Linked DNA regions of Mus musculus: regions 1, 2 and 3 are each linked to region 4. Evidence: chromatin contacts called from public promoter capture Hi-C data. All regions are on one chromosome and are shown on one strand. Each heading gives the region's core, a stretch centred on a gene start, on an enhancer-like site or on the middle of the called end of the contact. The rest is flanking DNA. Distances are from core to core; before and after follow the strand shown. Region 1 holds the start of Rec8 (REC8 meiotic recombination protein). Region 2 holds the start of Tm9sf1 (transmembrane 9 superfamily member 1). Region 3 holds the start of Tinf2 (Terf1 (TRF1)-interacting nuclear factor 2). Region 4 holds the start of Dhrs4 (dehydrogenase/reductase (SDR family) member 4).

What was found. Promoter capture Hi-C pulls out the DNA fragments that hold promoters and counts their contacts. Capture Hi-C pulls out chosen DNA fragments and counts their contacts.
Region 1: a promoter capture Hi-C map of pancreatic islet shows a contact between it and region 4. The contact joins the promoter of Rec8 here to the promoter of Dhrs4 in region 4. A contact is called at or near these places in 2 of 115 datasets of contacts at active chromatin or transcription factors (embryonic stem cells and memory CD8 T cells) and 3 of 9 other capture datasets (adipose tissue, liver and pancreatic islet).
Region 2: a promoter capture Hi-C map of erythroid cells shows a contact between it and region 4, with 6 times the contacts expected there. The contact joins the promoter of Tm9sf1 here to the promoter of Dhrs4 in region 4. A contact is called at or near these places in 9 of 39 promoter capture datasets (cranial neural crest, embryonic stem cells, erythroid cells and 6 more), 1 of 484 Hi-C or Micro-C datasets (B cells), 3 of 115 datasets of contacts at active chromatin or transcription factors (the SCID.adh cell line, embryonic stem cells and memory CD8 T cells) and 3 of 9 other capture datasets (adipose tissue, liver and pancreatic islet).
Region 3: a contact with region 4 is called in a promoter capture Hi-C map of liver. The contact joins the promoter of Tinf2 here to the promoter of Dhrs4 in region 4. A contact is called at or near these places in 4 of 39 promoter capture datasets (erythroid cells, fetal liver, hematopoietic stem and progenitor cells and 1 more), 1 of 115 datasets of contacts at active chromatin or transcription factors (memory CD8 T cells) and 3 of 9 other capture datasets (adipose tissue, liver and pancreatic islet).

The regions. Positions count from the first base shown.
Region 1 is chr14:55,616,359-55,619,687 of GRCm38.p6, forward strand. Rec8 (REC8 meiotic recombination protein) reads left to right here and starts at 1,808. Exons shown (of 20, transcript NM_020002.3): 1 at 1,808-1,995; 2 at 2,188-2,300; 3 at 2,384-2,452; 4 at 2,540-2,682; 5 at 2,763-2,838; 6 at 3,222-3,329. The coding sequence starts at 2,245.
Region 2 is chr14:55,641,768-55,644,924 of GRCm38.p6, forward strand. Tm9sf1 (transmembrane 9 superfamily member 1) reads right to left here and starts at 1,604. Exons shown (of 5, transcript NM_001360063.1): 1 at 827-1,604. The coding sequence starts at 1,171. It also overlaps a transcript of Tssk4 not described here.
Region 3 is chr14:55,680,282-55,683,274 of GRCm38.p6, forward strand. It overlaps Tinf2 (Terf1 (TRF1)-interacting nuclear factor 2), which reads right to left and starts at 1,536. Exons shown (of 9, transcript NM_145705.3): 1 at 1,109-1,536; 2 at 944-1,030; 3 at 719-808; 4 at 514-621; 5 at 330-426; 6 at 1-175. The coding sequence starts at 1,300. It also overlaps a transcript of Gmpr2 not described here.
Region 4 is chr14:55,477,350-55,480,629 of GRCm38.p6, forward strand. It overlaps Dhrs4 (dehydrogenase/reductase (SDR family) member 4), which reads left to right and starts at 1,409. Exons shown (of 8, transcript NM_001037938.2): 1 at 1,409-1,684; 2 at 2,677-2,854. The coding sequence starts at 1,554.

The DNA of each region.
Region 1 (3,329 bases), core at 558-3,057, 140 kb after region 4:
TCAAGAGGCAGAGGCAAGTAAATCGCTAAATTTGGGGCCAACCTGGTCTACAGAGCAAGTTTCAGGACATCCAGGGCTACACAGAGAAACCCTGTCTCAAAAAAACAAAAACAAATAAAAAAAAACAAGCAAAAAAAAAAAAAAAAAAAGAATGAAAGAAAGGAAAGATTAAGAGAAAAAGAATATGTGCTTTCTTTGAATTCTTAGGTTTTTGAGCTAGTCCTCAGGATAGCCCAGGCTGCTGTGCAACTCTGAAGAGAAGAAGGCTGTCCTTCAACTCCTGTCCTTCCTCCCAAGTACTGAGGTTACAGGGCTGCACACACCTTTATTTTTTTGTTTTGTTCTTGGCTTTGTTTGCTTGGTTTTGAAACAGGGTCTCACTATACAGTTCTGGCTAGCCTGAAACTCACTGTGTAGACCATCATGGCCTCAGACTCACAGGATTCGTGGGACTCTGGCTTCAGAGTGCTTGGATCAAAGGCTGGTTTTTGTTGTTGTCGTTTCCCTTTCTTGCAGTACTGAGCTGAGCTCAGGGCCTTGTGTGTGTATGTGTGTACATATGTATATATGTGAATATGCATATGTGTATATATGTATATACACATATATGCCAGTCAGGCTTTCTACGACTGAGCTACATTTCCACATCTCCAGCCCAGTTTTTACTTTTTACTTTTTACTTTTTTTTTTTTTTTTTTTTTGAGACAGGATTTCATTATCTCTCCCTAACTGGTCTGTAGACCAGGCCAGTCTCAAACTCTTAAGAGATCCTCCTGTTGCTGAGATAAAAGTATTATGCCCAGCTCATGAGACCCCTGCTTCCCCAAGAGACCACCAGGGCCCCCAATTCTGATGCAAATACTTGTGAGAGTCTTTATTCAAGCTCGAGCTTGGGCTACAAACCTTCCTGATGGAACAGGAAGGAGAGTGACCCCAGCTCTAGGTGAAGGGGTTTATAAAGGAAAAAAACCTGCAAGCAGGGGTTTCTTAGCCCTGGCATTACATGAAAGGGTAAAGGAATGTTGGCCTCTCAATGCTGGGGGGCATATCGCTTCAAGGACAGCAGGCAGTAGCTTTTTCCAAGTACAGCAGCTTATAGTAGAGTTTATTCTGCTACCTCAGTCCCTTCAAGAGGTGTGCACACCACTCTTGGCCTGTTTTGTTTTTTGCTTAGAGCTAGTGTTCAAATTGTCTAGGCTGGCTTTGAACCTGCCTCCCTTCCAAGTAGCAGCTGAGATTATAGGAGTTTGTAGTTACAGCTCCCTTGGCTGTTTTCTTTCTTGTTGAATAAAAGGCCACCTCACACAGTTTCTTGCACTTAGCACAGCACAGACCCTTACTGGGCACAAAATCGGGTTGGTGAAATTTAGGAGTAAGGACAGGTCCTATGCTCAGGCAAGGTACCTTCTCTTACATCTCTGTATCATAAACAGCACCAAGGCATCTGCCCTTCACATGACCCCGGCTCCTAAAAGATACTTTGTCAGCTGTCGCCAGGGAGAGAGACTGGATTTTCTCTCCGTTTATTGGTCAGCTTTGCACCTTGGCGAAGTCCTTGTTACTACCCGAGAACGAGAGGCCATTGGCCAGAACACCTCACAATGCCTTGGTAGCGCTCAGAATTCTCGTGATTGGCTGGCGACTATTCTCCAAGAGCCTATGGCCTGGAACTGAGTTCTGCTGCCTGGCTCCAGGAGTCTTTGAGTTTCTTCTGGCGCGGCTTCTCATTGGCTGTCGGTGGTACAAAGCCTTGGAGAGTGTGCACCTGATCCCGCTGGAGGGCGACAGGACCTAGAGCAAGGTCCAGAAGCTCAACGACGACGACTACGGCGGCGGCGGCGGTGGTGGTGGTGGTGGTGGTGGTGGTGGCGGGCAGCAGAGTCGAAGAAGGCCTCTTGACCAGAAGAGGACTCAGTCTTCTTTGAAGATCTGTTCTGTGTCTCTGCCCGGGTTTTTCTTGGAGCTCCGCATCTCTGCCTGGACAGAATCCTGATGGTATGGTGCGCGTTGTGCAGACCTTTTTAGGAATGGCCAAAGGAGGGATGCTTAGCTCCTGTGTCTTTGGTTACCTCCTAATTCAGTTGTATAGTCAGTCGTTTTACTAATTGGGCTTTTTGCATCCATATCTACCACACCCCCGTCCAAATTCCTACTCTTCAATGGTGCTGGAAATCTCGTATTCTCAAGAATTCGGATTGAGATCCAAACGGGATTGGTGCAGGGAAGGTGAACCCAGGAGCAAAGATGTTCTACTATCCTAACGTGCTTCAGCGCCACACAGGCTGCTTCGCCACCATCTGGTGAGCACAGGGCTGATGGCTATGCCAGGAGCCAGGTAGTGGGATCTCCCCTTGACAAGCCGTTCCTGCCCCCACCCCTCCAGGCTGGCAGCAACCCGAGGCAGCCGTTTGGTGAAGCGTGAATACCTAAATGTGAATGTGGTAAAGACCTGGTAAGATCCAGAAAAGAGGGAGGAATCGCTGGTGTGGGGCTTCTGGTTTTTGGGTGTTGCATTGATCAGGGCTTCTTGTTCTCCCAGCGAGGAAATCCTCAATTATGTGCTGGTAAGAGTGCAACCTCCGGTGGCCGGGCTGCCCCGCCCCCGCTTCTCCCTCTATCTCTCCGCCCAGCTTCAGATTGGTGTGATAAGGGTCTACTTTCAACAGTGCCAGTACCTTGTGGGTAAGGCTAGAGACTCCAGAGGTGGGCTAGAGCTGAAGGAGCCATGACTAGGTTGTTTATTTTACCGTTTTCACCCACAGAAGACATCCAGCATATCCTGGAGCACCTACATCGTGCCCAGCTGCGGATTCGCATTGATATGGAGGAGGCTGACCTGTGAGGCCCTGGGACTGAAACCATCCATACCAAGCTGCTTGGCCTCGTGCATTGTGTGTGTGTGTGTGTGTGTGTGTGTGTGTGTGTGTGTGTGTGTGTGAGAGAGAGAGAGAGAGAGAGAGAGAGAGAGAGAGAGAGAGAGAGAGGAGAGAGAGAGAGAGAGAGAGAGAGTAGGGGTAGAGGATCGGGAAGGGGGTAGGGAGAGAGGGCACTGTATGCATGTGGAGGTCAGAGAACAGCCAATAAAGTGGGCTCTCTTCCTTATGCTAGTTCAAATTCAGGGATGAAATTAGGGACTGTGGGGTTTGGTGGCATCACCTTTACCAGCCGAGCCATCCCACTCACCCTCAGTCTCTCTCCTTTACATCCCTGTTCTCGCCCAGACCTAGCTTGCTTCTTCCCAACTGCCTGGCCATGATGGAGACGCTGGAAGATGCCCCAGAACCCTTTTTTGGGAAGATGTCTGTGGATCCTAGACTTCCCAGTCCTTT
Region 2 (3,157 bases), core at 354-2,853, 160 kb after region 4:
TGAGCTGTGACAATCAAAATTATTTCCAAGATGGGCTACGGTGGTGCACGCCTTTAGTCCCAGGACTGGGGAGGCAGAGGCAGGTAGATCTCTTGTGAGTTCAAGGCCATCCTAGTCTACAGAGAGAGTTCCAGGACATCCAGGGCTGTTGTTACATAGAGAAAGCCTATCTTAGTTGATGGGTAGAGATCTGGTATAGAACAAACCTGTTATCCCAGCACTTAGAAGGTTACTATTGGGTTTGAGGCTAGCCTTGGCTACATAGTAAGACCTTATCTCAATGTTCAAAACAAGAACAAACCCCTAAACCAACCAAACCAAATGTCTTTATACACTGCCAAAGTACCTAGGTACAAAACTGTTTTCCATTGAGACTCACTGACTGATTCTGGTATATTAGCCCCAAAAAAGAACAAGGATCTCTTTGCTAGGATAAAGTCTCAGAAAAATAAATGGAGCAAAGTATAAAAAGACTGGAATTAAGAAGTTCCAAAATTTGCTAAAGGAAAAAAAAGAAAAGTAACAGGGAAGGCTAAAAAGTAAAAAAAAAAGTCATGGAAAAAAACAGAGGCATGTACGGAAGGAGAGAGACTTGCACAGGACTCTGGGACCTATTACTGACAGCGAAGAGCCTTAGGCTCTAAGCTCCCCGCTCTGCATCTCTGGATCCATGTTATCTTGAAAAGTCAGTTTGGAACATCTAAGCAAGTACACGGGGTTGTAGTTGGAGTCCAAACATAATTTCCATAAAGGTACCATAGATGCAAGGCACCCTTAGTCCCTAGCAAGGAGGGCTGAGTGATATGTACCGCGGAGAGCAGCTGACCTGTGCAGAACTGAGCTGCATGTGACACAGAATTCTCTTCTCCACATTCTCCCGAAAGCGGATCTCGTACAAAGATTCGGCCATTCGGTCCCCATCCAGAACTTCACCCAAACTAAGACTTTTGTGGCGGATCTTCTCAGGACAGCAGACTGGAAGCTGATAGTAGTGGTAAGTTTCCTGAGGGTTATGGTAGGGTCCCACTTTGTTGACATATAGAATGACAGGGTCGCCGGGCTTGTAGTGTGTGACACCTTCCACCCATGGCCCATGGCCTATGCCCAGCAACAGTATCAGGACTGGCAAACAATGGCAGCTCCAACTTCGAGGGTACCCTAGGACTGTCATCCTTAAGGCAGCAGAACCTGTTGGGGGAATCCCGTGGTTACAGAAACTAGGAATCAAATCATGATGACCCGGTTCTGGTCTCTCAAGTGCCCATTGGCTCCACCTCCTCCCTTCGGCCTCCCGATCCCCACACCACAGAACTTATCTATCCCAAAGACGGGGCCTGGCGTGCACTCAATAGTACTCCCAACCTAGGGTTCACGCCTCTAGGCCTCCCCAGCCCGGGGCTGCGCGTGCCAACCCGTTTCTATAGCAACGCCCGGCGGGCTCGCTGCTACGGAAGGGGCACTCGCCGCAGCTCCAGGGTCCTCACTGCGAGGTACCGGCTGGCCAAAGAGGCGCCAGTGGCCTCACGGGGCCCCGTAGCTGCCCTTGGGCTTCTGCCCCGGTCTTCCAGACAGCGGCGCCGGAGCGGTAGGCTTGCGGAGGACCTGACGACGGACCTCCTCCGGGTTGTCCGCCGCTGCGCCTGATTGCCGCGGCTGCTGCCACGTCGCCGGCGTCCGCCCTCGGCTCATTCGAATGCTCCTGGAAGAGCTCTGGTTCGCCCGCAATCCGGCCCGGCCACGGATTCCACGATGCTCGCTCCCCGAGCCACCGAGCGATGCCAGTGGTCGTCCCGGCGAGCAGCACCGCAGCCCGGACACGTCAGTCTTACCACTTCCGCCTTCGCCGACGGGGACCTCAGCTCCGGGAAGGCGGGAAGGCTCTTCTCCTGAGCCAAGAGCTCCGCGATGCTCGCCGGTGTGTCGCGGGCGGCTTCCCACGGGCTCTCGCGCGGCTGGGCTGTCCTCTCTAGGATGGAGAGAGACAGCTGGGGAGCGGGAGCGCGGCACCCGCCCCCGGCTGCTGAGGTCGGCCCGGACGCGGAAAGTTGTCCCTAACCTGGGCGGGGCGGGGCTTTGTGCCGCGTTCCCACGCCAGGGACCTGTAGCCTCCAACACCTTGGTAAAGGTGCCCCTCCGAGGCTTTCTGGAGGCACGGACCGGTTATTGTTGGCAACAGGCATGCGGGAGGTAGGTGAGGTGCACCTACAGTTTGCCATTTCACCCTGCAAGTTGTGCGGGTTGACAGCGCGTTTTTTTTTTAAGATTTATTTATTTATTATATGTAAGTACACTGTAGCTGTCCTCAGACACTTCAGAAGAGAGAGTCAGATCTCGTTATGAGATGGTTGTAAGCCACCATGTGGTTGCTGGGATTTGAACTCGGGACCTTTGGAAGAGCAGTCGGGTGCTCTTACCCACAGAGCCATCTCACCAGCCCGACAGCGCGGTTTTTGATCGGAAGTAGGTTTTTGTTTTGTTTTTTGAATGTGGAGTCCCTGCAGACCTCGAACCCGGGGTCTTTTGAGTCTCCGCCTTCAGAGTTTCAGAGCTTACAGGTACCATCTCACTTCCGTCATTTTGTTCCCAAGTTCGTCTGTGGGACGTTTGGACTTCTCCCTAACTTTGCAGGTTTCTTTGAACGCGTTACTTTTGTCTGGCTCAAGCTGTTGTGAAGGGGCTCTGCCCCTTTTGAACAGTGACTTTCACTTGGCAACATGGGAGCAAACGGAAGGAAGCTGACTTCAATTTTTCTATTCTGGCGGAAGCAAGTACTGAGAGAAATCACAAGCAGCCATTCTTTCCTCACTCCTACGACTGTTCTTTTCTGATCCACCCACTGTCCTGAAGCGGTTAGAGTCTAGGAAGCTAGGCTTGAGCCAGACACAGTGGCTTTTGTTTTGACCCCTTTGCCCTCCTCAAGACAGTCAGTCTTGCTGTGTTGCCTGACTGGCCTTGGAACTGCTGCCGAAGCAATAGCCCTGCCTCGGTTTCGCGAGTAGCTGGGACTGCAAGTGTGTGCAAGGCTTGCGGTACTGAGGCAGGCCTGACTGAGTTCTGTGGTTAGGAATAACTTAAGATGCTTTGGAGTTTTCTTTGGATGACCTACCCAGTGAAGCCAGAAATCAAAGCTTCTCTTAGCACCTCTCAAATCGCAAGC
Region 3 (2,993 bases), core at 286-2,785, 200 kb after region 4:
AAAGGGGCCAGATTAAAGCGGTGGCCAGCTAAGTGTTCTGGGTGCTCCAGTGAAGCTGGCTGGTGAGGGCCAAGCTTAGCTTTAGGCAGAGGACTGTGGAATGCTGGCCTGGTTTGCTGATGAGGACTCTCTTCCATGGGCTCTATCAGATTCCCTGAGCCAGAAGTAGAGCTCTCTGAAAGATAAAATAAGATGCCTTATAAAATTAGAACTAGGTTAAAACTCAGGTTTGTGTTACAGGCCCATATAACTTCCATTCGGCTGACTCAGGTTTGGTAGAGCTAAACACTAACCTCCAAATTGCTAGTTATCTCCGCTGATCCTCTTACCTGGAAATGTCCACCCCATGTCCATACCATACTGGTGCAAAGCAACCGAAGAAGTGATGAACGAGCCCGGCTGACTCCAACTTAGAGCATCCTGAAGCTGTGGGCAAGGCGACAGATAGGAAGATCATAGTTCTCGGGGAAGCCACCCAGCCTTCCGCCCTTAAAGTGTTTCTTTCTCAACAACCTCTTGTGCTCTGACTGGAGGCAGTGCTTTCTCTAGCTGACACAAGTATTCAAACAACAGCTTTTCCATGGCAACTAGAAAGGATTCCCCATAGTCTTGTTCTAGTTCCTGTATGTGGGAAAGTGAAGCAGGTCAGATGAATTTTAGAAAACAAAACAAAACAAAACAGGAATCCCATAACATCCTCCAAACCAACCATTCTCACCTGCAGGCTCGAAGGCGGGTCCTCTGACAGGTGCTTCACAAGCAAGCAAAAATTTTCCCGTGCCTCCAAAAGCTTCCTGTCTTCTTTTGTCTGTTGAGGATATTGAAGACAGGAAAATTTGGGTGAGGAGGTGTCGCTAGGACCCAGGGGCAACTTGGTTGCATCAGGCCTGAGTTTGGTCTGCCCAAGATAGCACTCACAGCTTCGGGGTCCAGTGGTACTTACTGTTCTGGACTCTGCTGGGAAGTGATGCTTCAGGGCATTCAGGACCTGGTCCCAGGGTCGCGCCTGCAGGATCAGCTCCACCACCACCTGCACGGTACAGGGCTCAGAACACCTACCCTTTTCCAGCCGATCTTAGTCCCAACCAGACGTCCTTCTCTCTAGTACCTTGGCCTTTAGGCTCATACACAGGCGTTCATGGTGCCGGTAGCAAACCAAGCCGGGGGCAGCAGCGCGCAAGGACTGCAGAAACTCCACCACTTTCGGGAAGTGCTCTACGCGGCGACGGCGGACTACCAGCCAGCTGGCGGCGGCAGCAAACCGCAGAGACGCGGGACCTACCCCTGGAGGTGGGGCCATGGCCCGCGGGCGCCCTTTCCTCCTTTCGTTCAACCCAGGCTTCCCGGACGCTCCCGTAGGCGGAGCCCCGCTTCTCTCATCTGCACCGGAAGGTCGGCGGACCAGCTGGGCCCATTTCGCGGAGCCACGGGAACCCCGCAGTCTCCTCTCAGGCGGTGACTTAAGTGTATCAACCTGTCCAGATCACTAAACTTAAAATGCCGCCACTGAGGGAAACGCAGGAGTACGTCACTTCCGCCTGGGCGCGCGGCTTCCCTCCCCGGAAGAGGCCGCGGAGGGAGCTGTGACGTCACGAGGTCCCCTGCACTGTGAAAGTGACGTACGACCTAGCGTCACTCTCCATCACCCCTGCAAGCTGTAAACCTAGGTGTCTGAATCAGCGTCTGCCAAGCCCTTCCCGGGCCGCCAGCCGCTCCCAGGAAAAATTCTGCCATTCCTCTCGCGAAACAGAAGAGGGCGCTCGCTCGTTTCAAAAAACCAAACACAGGCCTGAGTGGTAACTCCGCCCTCCTGTCCTGACTCGCCGGTGCCTAAACGAATATAGTTTGAAATATCCTAGGGCTAGTCAGGGTTCTCCTGGACAGTAGGATGACAGCCGTTTTATGCTTTTCTGTGCCACATCTTTGCTGTTTCGTGTAGTTTATAATATTTAAGGGCTTCCTTTTCCAAGTTTCTTTTGAGCACTAACTTGATGGAGTCCTTTAGTGGGTTGACTCTTCTTGCTCTCCCCAAGGACAGAACCGGGCACACTGTGTACAGCTTTACTTTGTTGCTTAAATTAATTATCTGCCTTGCCCACCTTGCAGGAATTTTATGAAACCTGCCCATTATTTGAATGGTTTCCTCCATTCCCAGACTCATGGCTCACACTTTGCCTTGGTTCTCCAGATCAGTATTCAGAGCCTTTCCAGACCCAGTACCAAAGTACTACACTGGATGTTAATGTTGAAGTGGGTTTTCTTCATATTTTTTTCTGTCATTTCTGACCTTACCACTTTCATTTTTTCTTTAAAGATTTATTTATTTTATGTATGAGTACACATTACTCTCTTCAGACACACCAGAAGAGGGCATTGGATCCCCACTACAGATGGTTGTGAGCTACCATGTGGTTGCTGGAAATTGAACTCAGGACCTCTGGAAGAGCAGTCGGTGCTCTTAACCGCTGAGCCATCTCTCCAGCCCCACTTTCATTTTTTCTAAAGAATTTTCCCACAGAGTGTGCTGGTGCACACCTCTAAATCCCGGCGTGAGATGGGGTTTTTTTTTTTCCCCCTTGTTTTCAGTACTGTAAATACTTTACTCCCTTGTTGCTTGCATGGTTCTGGGTAGAAGTCCAATCTAGTTACACATTGTTTTTAAAGCTGAGAAATTAATTTCCTTTTTAAAGCTATCATGTATTAATTTAACTCTTTTGATACTTTATTTTTATTTAATGTGGACCAGTGTTTTGTCTGAATGTATGTCTGTGAACCATGTGTGTGGAGTGCCCATGGAGGGCAGGTGAAGATTTAAGTCTCCTGGGATGGAGGTTACAGAGGGGGGGGGGGCATGCACAGGTAAAGACAGAACAAGTAAGAACATGAGAAAGAGCCAGAAGATTAGAAAAGATTGCTAAAGTTAGTTTGAGGTCAAACAGCAATTCAGAGAAGCCAGATTGAATTAGTCAGCTGGGAGAAGAGTTTGAGCCAGA
Region 4 (3,280 bases), core at 159-2,658:
CCTCAGTGGCTCTCAACCTGGCTAATGCTGCAACCCTTTAATTCAGTTCCTCATGTTGTGGCCCCCAGTCATAAAATTATTTTCATTGCTACTTCATAACTAATTTTTGCTACTGTTATGAATCATAATGAAAAAATTTGATATTTCCAATAGTCTTAGGCAAACCCAAAGGGGTTGTGACTCACAGGTTGAGAACCACTGGCAATAGACTTTGTGCCATAGGGAAAGATAGTGTCAGGCCTAGGCCAGCTGTCACAACTTATCACATTTGTCACCTGGCCTCCTCATCCCTCACTACATGGACACTGTGAGGAGCACAAGTGTCACCTCCACAGACAGTCTCAAAACATTCATTCATTTGCCCTTCTTGTATGTGATGTGTGGTGTGTGTGTGTGTGTGTTATTTTCTTACGCAGAGGGTCATCACACAAGGTTCACTCTCTAAATTCCTAACTAAGGTCCTAAGCCTGTCTCCCCAGGGCTTCTCAGCTGTGTAACATATCTTAACTGAAGGTTGGGTCTAGCCTCTATTAGTGGTCTCTGATTCGAGGGTCAGGATCCTTGGCAAGACTCTCCAGACACAGGGCAGATCTGGGTAGCTTCTCTCCAACTGTGCAGAGCAGAGCATTGCCCTTGGTCTCTGCTTTGATACTGTCCAATGGGCATCGTGGGGTGCTAGGACTGTGTCTGGTTATCCTGAGTGAGTGATGTTCTGGTTATCAGTACAGCCATGGGTGTAGTGGGGTTCCTGAATAAGCTATTTTTTACATGTCTAAAGGCATTTTTACTACGCTCATCATGGTGTGTTTCTGGGGCTGGGGGAGTAGGGTATGCACACATGTGCCTATACGAGAGGTCAACGTGGACTGTTTTCTACCACTCCCTATCTTATCTTTTTCTTGAGACGGGGTTTTTCACTGAGCCCGGAGCTCATGGATTGGCAAGACCAGATGACCAAAAGCCTCAACAATCATCTTGTCTGTGTATCTAAAGCTAGGAATACAGCTGTTAGGTGACAAGCCCTGCTTTTTATGTTAATGCTGAAGATCCAAACTCAGGCCAGCATGCTTGCTCAACAACCATTTTACCAAATGAGTTGTCTGTGCAGTCCTGCATACAAACCCAGGCTTTTTATAAAGGAAGAATTATTTGGAGTTTAAGGAAGCAAAACAAAAATAAATAAAATTGCAAAGCTTCCTCTCCAACGACTCTCCTAAGACCCCATCCCAAAAAAAGGTGGACCAGCAGAAGTGGGAGGAGCAGCTGGGGCACAGGAAAAGCTGGGGGTTCTGGTAGAAGAGGTGTGGGGGTCTTGAAGGAAACTTGGACTGAGAATTTGCGGGAGTCCCAAATCAGGCAAAGGGGCGCGGGGCGCCAGCAGGGAGCGCTCGCAACCGCCGCGGCTCCCGCCTAGTCCCGGGCCGTCGCAGAGCCGGTCCTAGAAGAGGGGCAGGCAGTCTGGGAAGTCAGAGCTCTCCCAGCTAGACCAGCCTCCCGCCCTTTGAACAGTCCCCTCCCCTAGCAGAGTTCAACCCAACCCCCTGGCCTGAACTATGCAGAAAGCGGGACGGCTGTTAGGTGGTTGGACTCAAGCGTGGATGTCGGTGAGGATGGCCAGTTCCGGGTTGACTCGTCGAAACCCTCTCTCCAATAAGGTGGCCCTGGTCACAGCCTCCACCGACGGGTGAGTACCAGAGCCAGAGTCTTCATCCAGAAACAAGTACTCTTTAACTCCTGGACTGTTGTCCTCGAGCCTCAGATGCGGCCAAAGGCCACCCCGAGGGAGAAAAAGGAAACCCACATGGTGGACCTGAAATCGCTCCGAATCCCCGACCTGGCCCTGCCACAGGCTAGCCCTTGTATCACTGTTGCCTTCGGCTTTGTGAGAGCTCGGCGCTGCCAGAAGGACCCAGGTCCCGGTGCTTCTGGGCTGCCCCAATCGACAGCTCCACCTAGAGTCTGGGAAGACCAAAACAACCAGTCACGGCTTCAAAGCTCTGCTTGCTGTTCTTGCTCCCTAGGGACCCCTTACCTGGATCCCGTGCCCAGATCTTTACTTCAGTCTGTATATTTGGGCCTCCGTGCCCAGCCTGTCTCACCCACCACTCTCAACTATCCAGTTTTTTAATCCCCACAGGACCTTACTAAATTAAAAAACTCCTTGAAAATCTGTAATGCAGATGTCTATGAAAAGCTAACATCTGGCTATTATAAAATATGTAATTGATATTTACATTTTGAGCCATGCTTTTTTTGGTGAAGGCCCCCCCCAAATATATCAAAAGATAGAATTGTGAGGTTGTAGTGTGGTAAGAGGTATTTGGGGATATGGGCTTCTTCCAGCAAGGCCCCTAAGTCCATGGCAACTGAACACTCATCTATTTCTCTCCCCTCTTTCCCAACTGGACATAGGTACAATAATCGGTCATGAAGGCTGTGGCAGGTGATGTCAGTCCCGGGAACTGGGGTAAAAGACAAGATCATAATAAAATCATCTGAGCTTATCCTTCTGTCCGCACCATTAAAAGCCTACTCTACCTAGTAGAAATGCGTGAAGCTCGAATACAGGGAGAGCGAGGGTCCAGTGCTGAAAGCCTGAAAGCAGAGCCCACGCATGCTCTCGCCCTCTTCTCTGCGGTAGAGGCCTTGACAGTGTGTCACCTTTTACCCTCGTAGGATCGGCTTTGCCATCGCCCGGCGCCTGGCTGAAGATGGGGCCCACGTGGTCGTCAGCAGCCGCAAACAGCAGAATGTGGACCGTGCAGTGGCCACACTACAGGGAGAGGGCCTGAGTGTGACTGGCATCGTGTGCCACGTGGGGAAGGCAGAGGATCGAGAAAAGCTGATAACCACGGTGAGCAGGCAGAATATGGGTGCTGGGCCAAGGCATGGCAGAAGGGAGGCAAGGCAGCCTGTGCCTTCCTGCCTGGTTTCTAGGACTGCATTGGTGAGATACAACCCATGCTGACCCCTGTTAGCATCCTAATGCTCACACCCAAACTCGTCCACCAATATTATTTTAAACATTAATTTCATTATGTTTCATTCTGAGTATGGTAGGGGAGTACTTGTTAGTGTAGGTGGCCATGGGGGCCAGAAGAGAGTCTTGAACCCTCTAAAGCTGGAGTTACAGGTGGCCATAAGCCACCTGATATGGGTGCTGGGGACTGACCTTAGGTCCTTTATGAGAAAAGTACATCCTTTTACCTACTGAGCCATCTCTCCAGACTCTCACCAATACATTTTTATTGTGTACCCTTTTCGGTTATGTCTGCATCCC